Regions from separate parts of the Ovis aries genome. Here region 2 is linked to region 1. The links are chromatin contacts, called in public Hi-C maps. All regions are on one chromosome and are shown on one strand. The core of a region is the stretch at or near the end of the contact, and the rest is flanking DNA. Distances in the headings are between cores, read along the strand shown. Region 1 holds the start of CBX6 (chromobox 6). Region 2 holds the start of CBX7 (chromobox 7).

Region 1 (3,973 bases), core at 221-2,720:
ACTCAGTGACACCAAAAACGGTCCACTTTATATCATTTAGGGAGAAAAGTGGATTCCAGCTAGTGTGAACAATGAGATCCCATTCTGCTGAAAAGAAAATATTTAAATACACGTCTATGAAAGTGAAAGTGAAGTCCTCAGTCTTTGTGACCCCGTGGACTGTAGCCTACCAAGCTCCTCTGTCCATGGGATTCTCCAGGCAAGAATACTGGAGTGGGTTGCCATTTACTACATATATATATAACGTACAAAGGAGCATAGGTACGTGTGTTTATTAGGCATAGGACAGAGTCTCGAAGAAGATCCGTGAAGAGGTTAACGGTTGGATGGATATTATAGACAGTTTCTTTTCTTACTTAAAAAAAAATTGCAAGAACAAGGCTGTTGGTGTTCTTTTTAAAAAATAAAGTTTAAATAATTCAAAATAAAATGAAATGGCGCGGTTTGTGTGGCAGGGGTACTCTGTGCCCTCTCCAGGACAGCTGAAGTCTCCCTCTCCCTCCCCAAATAGGAAGCTGGGCTGTGGTCTCCCCGTTAGCAATGGCGGAACCATTAGAGGAACTGTAGGCGGCAGAAGGATGACGCGGCCAGGGGGCCTGGGAATCAGAAAACAGAGACCTGACCGCGAGGGCGGCTTTTGCCGAGTGACCCAAGGATGACCTGCTTCGGGCCCAATCTGGTATGTAGGAAGCCTGTAGTCACCCCGCGGCCTCTCCTCCCTGGACCGCCCCCCTACCCCCAACCACCGCCACATCTTGCTCGCTGCGTCTTCACCCGACCTCCCTCCTGGTGAAGGCAGGTGCCCGCCCAAGACCCCGGCCGAAAACAAATCCAAGGGATCACCCCGACCTTCCTCGGCCCCATTCACCGTCTCCCCCCACCCTTTCCTGCGGTGGCGTTTTTGTTTTAATTCATCTGAACTGGTTACAAAACCACACTCCCACGAATACATAAATAATGGATAAGGGCGGGGGGAGCAGTGTTTTAAAGAAATTCCCGCAGGGCCTGGCAAGGCAACAGCAAATGCATTTCTGCTGTATCATATTTAACTGTTTGCAAACTTCTGCTGGGAAGCTGAGCAGCGGCTGTAGAAATTCCACCCCCCTTCACCGCCCAGGGCCCAGGAGTGACTTGTAAGGGAGGGTTAAGAGGGAGAGATAGTCAGCGGTCCGGGGCCAGGAAGATGGAGGGGAGAATGAGAAAGTGTTTGTAAGATTGCACTGTCCACAACCAGGCTTCCCGTAGGCCAAGCATCTCCTTCCCGGGCTTCGGGGCCGCGGCTCCCCGAGCCAGGCTAGGCCCCTTTAAGAGCCAGCGCGCGCCCCGGCCCCGCGTGCGCTCACTTTCCCTAGCAACCGCCCCGGGGGAGGAGGAGGTCCTGGCAACGGCGCACCAGCCCGGAGGGTCACGTGACGGCCCGCAGCTGGAACGCGAGCGCGCGCCCTGCCGCGCGCCCGCCCGCCGAGCCTGAGCGCTGCGGCGCGTGCGCGAGCGGTGCAGCACCGGCCGCGGGAGCAGGGAGTATTATGGGCTGTGGGTGCCGCTGAGCAAGATGGAGCTGTCTGCAGTGGGCGAGCGGGTCTTCGCGGCCGAATCTATCATCAAACGGCGGATCCGAAAGGTGAGCCGCCTCCCAGGGCGGGACGCTTCGCCCCGCAGCCGAGGCCCGAGTCTGTGGGCCAGCTAGGCGAAGCGGTCCCGCTAACCTGGGCTCTCTCGCCCACCCCCGCGCCGTCGCCTCCTCGCGTCCCCGCATCTTCCCCACCCCCACTCTCCCCTTTTTTTCCTTCTCTTTTTCAGGGACGCATCGAGTACCTGGTGAAATGGAAGGGGTGGGCCATCAAGTGAGTGTCACGGGATCCAGGAGCGAGGGGGGAAGGGAAGCAGCGGACATCGGGGCCTTTTTTTTTTTTTTACCTTGGGGGGTGCGCACATTTGCTCCCTCGCATGTGCCTCTGCTTCTCTTGTTTTGTTTTTTATTTTGTGCATGTGTAACTCGGCAGGTACAGCACTTGGGAGCCCGAAGAGAACATCCTAGACTCGCGGCTCATTGCAGCCTTCGAACAGAAGTGAGTTTGGGAAGCTGGCAGGGGCGGCGGGGCCGAGGCTCGGCTGGGGCGCAGCGCGGGGAAGCGGGAGGGCCAGGGAAGGCAGCGCGGAGTGGGGCCCGGGAAGGGGCTCATTTTTAACCTCGGGTGTTTCTCTGCCGCAGGGAGCGGGAGCGTGAGCTGTATGGACCCAAGAAGAGGGGACCCAAACCCAAAACTTTCCTCCTGAAGGTAACCTGGCCCAGCCCCAACAGCCCCCTCTCGGGCCCCTAGCCCGGGCGCAACACGGGGCCTGCAGGGGAGGGACAGATCCGCGGCCGCCCTTGCGGGCGGGCCTTTCGAGAGGGGGCCCCTGCTGGGCAGGGGGTGGTTGTGAGACCCCGACGAGCCCCTGGCAGGCGGCCCTGGCCAGCTCTGGCTTCTCAGCAAGAGGGGCCTGGGAATGGGGACGCGGAGGGAGGATGAGCCTTGCTCACAAAACCAGGGTCTGGGGAGGCCCGCAGGAAGAGGGTGGATGAGGCAGGTGGGGGCCATCCACCTGCGGGGGTGGCAGGGAGGTGGCCTCTGCACTTGAGAGCTCTGCTCTCCCCCACCCTTGAGCTGGTGGGGCTCTACCTGGAATTCATGTCCAGAGCAGGAGTGAACGTGATCTCCCTCATGGTGCGGAACAGGGAGAGGCTTTTGGGGTGGGAGGCTGCCTCCGTGTCTCCAGCTTGCCTCTTCTCAGGATTTATTCTGCATGCCTTCCCTTCCGACAGGAGGATCGAACTTAAATTTGACCTTAAGTCACTTCACTTTGAGTTTTATCACCCAGGCTGGGCTACTGGTTTTCAGTTATCCCCACTTCTGGCTGTGTCTGGAGGTTCTAATGAGGATGGAGGGGGAGAGAGTAAAAGCATGGCACGTTGGCCTTGGCAAGGGAGGGAGACTTAGCTCCAGAGGAAGCCATCTTAGAGGTTTTTGGTGTTTATTTATTTATTTTTTAATGAGGAAGAACAGAGTCTGGGAAAGGGAAGTCGAGATGACCCAAGGTGGCAGGCAAGGCTGCAGGCAGTCTCCATGGGCAAGCACTGTCTCCCCTCTAGTGCTAAGGTTTTCTCAAGGCCCCATCCCACCCTGACACCCTGTGACTTTGTGGCAGTTGGCATGGGCAGGGCAGACGGACTCTGCAGAAAAAAAGGCTGTGCAGAGTGGCAGGGCCTCAGAATCTCCAATCTGTCCAAAAGGCTCAAAGCCCAGTTGGTGGACTCTCCAGCCCCCCACTTCCCTCAAAAGGACTGTACGTGTGTATAAAGTTTGCCTCGGACTTAAAGCAGAAGTGAAAGAAATAATGGTTTCCAGAATTACATCCTTCTGTGACCCTTGTCTCTAAATTACACACATCTTAGGAGATCCCTGGAGCAATCTTAACCCTTGATGTTTCTTTTTCGGAGGGATGGGGCAGAGCGTCTGGAGGCCCGTGGGCTGTGTGACAGCCTCTCACAGTGCAGCTGGAGTGCCCTCTAGCGGGGAAGTGGGTAATGGCCATGAGCATTGATTCAGAACGCTTTTCTTTTTTAAATAGCTGTAGTTCTGGCTGTGGGCCTCATAGTGTTGAGCCCCCACATGGATTATCTCCTCTCGATTGCTCAAAACCCCACTACGAAGTAGGGAATGGTATCCCTCTTTTGCAGATGAGAAAATCAAGGCCCAGGGAAGGGAGGTGATTTTACCTGAGCTCCCATCACCCAGCTTCCTAGCTTTATCATGTCTCCTTTTTTTAATCCTGTCCCTCAGGGAGTACACACCAGGTTAAGGAGAAAAGATGGACACACACTGGAAACTATGAAGGCTGCAGAGTTGGTGGGGCAGGGGACAGAGAGGCAGATGAGAGGACCTTGATTTGGAGATGAGATGAAATAGATACTCAGCATGAGAGAGAGATT
Region 2 (3,829 bases), core at 764-3,263, 140 kb before region 1:
AATAACTGCACCAGTCTTCTTTTCCTTAGCCTTTGTATTATAAGATTTTTTTTTTTTTTAACTACGCATTTCCTTTCACCCTTTCAGTGTCTTTGTTTTGGAAATGTTTCTTGTGGATGTCTCTTGTAAATTACAGGTAGTTGGATTTTTATCCTGCCTGGTAATCTTCGTATTTTAACTACAACATTTAGTCCACTTGCATTGTTTTATAGTACATTTGAATTTATAACTTATTTATTTGTCCCACCTATCTTGTATTTTTCTCTCCATTCTTGCTTGTTTTAGGATTGATTGGATTGATTTTCTCATTCTGTTTTTCCCCTCTAATAATCTGGCTAAATACTATATACTGCATTTCCATTCTTTCTGTTTACCCTGTTAATGACAACTTACAGTCTTAACTCATCAGAGTTTAAGTATATTTGCTATCTATTTTCGTTTTCCTTCTGAGGAATAGAAAGATAGAACACTTTAATCCATTCACCCAAGTTCTATGCCATTGTTGTGTATTTTAATTCTATTTTTATCCAGAAGACATTGTTATTGTATTATCAATGTTCTTCATTGTTCTTTATTCTCTGTTTCATCAGACCTCTGTCTGTGATCATCTTCCTCCAGCCTGAAGTTCTTCCGTTGGAATTTCCTTTAGGGAGGGTCTGCTACTGGCAAAGTCAGTTTTTGTATTTGTAAATGTTATCATTTCCCCTTGTTCTGAAAGACATTTTCACTGGGTACATAAATCTTGAAATAAAATTTCACTCAGTTTCTAAGATGATGGTTATTTTCTTTCAGTGCTTTGAAGGTATCATTCTACCGCCTCCGGGCTTCCGTTGCTCCTGATAAAAAGTCCGTGCAAATCATTTCTTTTTCTTTTCTCTTTTTCTACCCCGGACGCCAGGCAGAGGCGTCTGGACTTTATTCTGAGGGGCACAGGGAGCTATGGAAGGTTTTAAAGCACTAAGGTGATCCAGTCAGATCTGCATTTTAGAAAGCGCACTCGGGCACTGTGGACTCGGAGGGCATTGAGAAGTGAGAAGGCAGTTGCTGCAGTCCAGAGAAAGGACAAGGGGTGTGGATGGGAGGAGGTCAGAGAGGCAGGACTTGGGGGGTCAACGCAGGCAGGCGGTTGGGAGCCCAAGGGGCACGGATGACTCGGGTTCCTAGTGAAGATGGAAAGCTGGCGCCGTAGGACAGACAGAACCGTGTTGGAGTGGATGGGGATAATGAATGGATTTGTGTGAGATCTCAAGATCCATCCATTCCACAGAGTCGAACACCTACTACGTGCAGAGTGTCAAGTGCGTGTCACTGGGGACTTGGGGCTGCGTGGCGTCAAAATCCGTCCCGCTGCTCACCCTAGATTCGCTGCGGCCATACCTGCCGCCAAGTATTGCCTAGCGGGGGCCCCTGAGGCAGCGGCCGCCTGGGGACCAGGCGTCTCAGCACAACCGCCCAGACGGACAGACGGACGTTAAGGATGGACGCGGAGGCGCCGGCTCAGGACCGGCAAGCCACACCGCTCCGGAGCCTGGATCCAGAGAGACCGTGGTACTGAGACACCCTGACAGGTTGGAAACCTTGGCCGTCCCCGCCCTCCTGACGCCCGAGGGTCCGCGCCGCGATCTCGTCTATTCTTTGTTGAGAGGCGAGGCAAATGGCCTCACCGCTCTCCCCCGGGCCCTCGTATGCCCAGCCGGGGCCAGGCCGTTTCCAGACCCTCAGAGCCACCGGGAGGACTTAAGAAAACACTCCTGGGTGCTAATATCTCGTCCAACACACCCGCCTAGCGGAGCCCCTGCCAAATAAGTCCCGCGGGCCGCCGGCTTTGGAGAGACACGCCGCGCGCGAGGCCCGGGGGCGGACCTCCAGAGGGGCGGGCCCGAGCGGGAGGCGGAGCCAGGGAGGGGCGTGGCCGGCTAGACGGGAGCCGAGCCCCCGCTCCGCCCCGCCCCGCCCCGCCCTCGCCCCCGCCCGGCGCGCTCGCCCGCGGGCTCGCTCGCGCAGAGGAAAACGTTGCGCAGGTTCAAAAATGGAACGTCGGCGGCGTGAGGGAGCGCGAGGGGGTGTGCGCGCGTGCGCGTGCGCGTGCGCGCCCGGGCGAGGGTGACGGGGACCCCGCCGGCCCGAGCATCGCGCGCCGCAGCCGCGGCCCCGCAGCTCCGCCCCCGGCCCGGCCCGGCCCCGGGCCCGCTCGCCCGCCGCCCCGCATGGAGCTGTCAGCCATCGGCGAGCAGGTGTTCGCCGTAGAGAGCATCCGGAAGAAGCGCGTGCGGAAGGTGAGGCTGCCCGGGGGGCGGCTCCCAGGACCCCTGTGGGGTCCCCTTCTGTCCCCAGTACTGTCTCCTCTACCCTGGAGGCGAGGGAGAAAGTGGGGGCGGGGGGACCCAGGCAGCCCCGCGCTGCCGGGCCCGTATCCCCAGCCCGTGCCTCAGTTTCCCCCGCCACCTTGTAGGGAGCGTAGAATTAAAAGTTGTCGCCCCAGGATGCTGAGGGCAGCTGAGCCAGCCAGAGCTGGAGATTAGGATCGGACTGGAGGGACCTCGAACGCTATCCGTTCTCACCCTCCTCTCATTAAATATGGGGAGACTGAGGCCCAAGTTGAAGAAACGGCTTGCCTCGTGTGTTCGCATTGGAGCTGGGTCTCGAACTCAGGACTGTCTACTCTTGGTGCCAAGTCCTTTGAAGTTGGAGGCGGAGCTTTGGAAAAGCCTCCTCCCGCCTCTTAAGTTTAACTGCTGGACTTCGACCTTTTCCGATCCCCTCTACACCCCCACCTCCGCGTCTCTCCCCGACTTCCAGTGCACACCCCCTCAGTCTTCCCCTCCCCGACTCCCAGCTCCGCCCGGCGGCTCGGTGAAGCCGCCTACGGCGCTTCGGCATCCTCAAAGCTCCTCCCCCTTTGCCTTCGCCTCCCAAACATACACCCAGCGATTTAAGGAGGCATCTGTTCTCTTGTGTTTTTGTCCCTGCGCCTCGGGCCTGGACTTTGGCCATGCCCATTTCCGGTGCACACGTTTGCAAAGTAGTCTGGCCCCAGGCTGGAAGTTGGGACTGGAAGGCTTTGGGGAAATTTCCTGTCCCAACACTTAGAACCACTATCCTTTTATCTCCTCCCTGCCGCCCCTTGAGAGGCTCTAGCGGCAGGGCAGGAGTTCACCTCCTCCCATTTGACGGAGGCACAAACTGAGGCCCGCGCTGGGGAAGTGACCTGACCAAGGTCAAACAGTAAGTTAGAGATGAGTGCAGAGCCGGAGTTCAAGTTGGCTCATTGCCAACTCATCTTTCAAGGGAGAAAACTCAGCTCTGTTATCTTGGGCTAAGGGTAACGGGGTCAAAGTAGGCCATGACCTTTTCTTTTCTTCCCCCAACTCCAATGGGGTTGAGTTTTGTCTTCATGTCGGGGCTGCCCCTTCTCCTTCTCCCTTCGCTCAGAGTTTCCTTAATTTGAATTTGTTCCTCAAAACCCAATGCTTTCCATGCAGTGTACCCTAAGCAGGTACATTAATTACCCCTTTCTACAGGGGGCCGTAGTGCCAGAGAGTGAGGAGCATTGTTCCTTTCACATTCATTCAAAATTTTGAGGACCTCTTATATACCAGGCACCAGTCTAAGTGCCAGGGGAGGGAGCCCCAGGCTTTGTGGAGCTGGCATTCTGGTAGAGGAGACAGGCAGCAAAAGAGGAAGTAAACAGATGCTTTCCACTGGGGTTGTGTGCCACACAGAAAGAGAACTGTAAGGTGGGAGGGAGGGTGGCCAGGGCAGGCTTCTTTGAGGAGATGACATTATCTTGGTCTTAAAGTTCTAGTGTGGAGGGGTACCACTTGTCAGA

What was found. Hi-C and Micro-C count contacts between places; a contact is called where the count stands out from the background.
Region 2: a Hi-C map of hypothalamus shows a contact between it and region 1, with 4 times the contacts expected there. The contact joins the promoter of CBX7 here to the promoter of CBX6 in region 1. A contact is called at or near these places in 3 of 16 Hi-C or Micro-C datasets (hypothalamus, liver and tail adipose tissue).

What each region holds. Positions count from the first base shown.
Region 1 is chr3:216,290,296-216,294,268 of ARS-UI_Ramb_v3.0, reverse strand. It overlaps CBX6 (chromobox 6), which reads left to right and starts at 1,470. Exons shown (of 5, transcript XM_027968120.2): 1 at 1,470-1,621; 2 at 1,801-1,844; 3 at 2,004-2,069; 4 at 2,213-2,279. The coding sequence starts at 1,553.
Region 2 is chr3:216,429,258-216,433,086 of ARS-UI_Ramb_v3.0, reverse strand. It overlaps CBX7 (chromobox 7), which reads left to right and starts at 2,013. Exons shown (of 6, transcript XM_042247753.2): 1 at 2,013-2,276. The coding sequence starts at 2,208. All of the region lies in intron 1 of LOC132659640 (a long non-coding RNA gene), which reads right to left.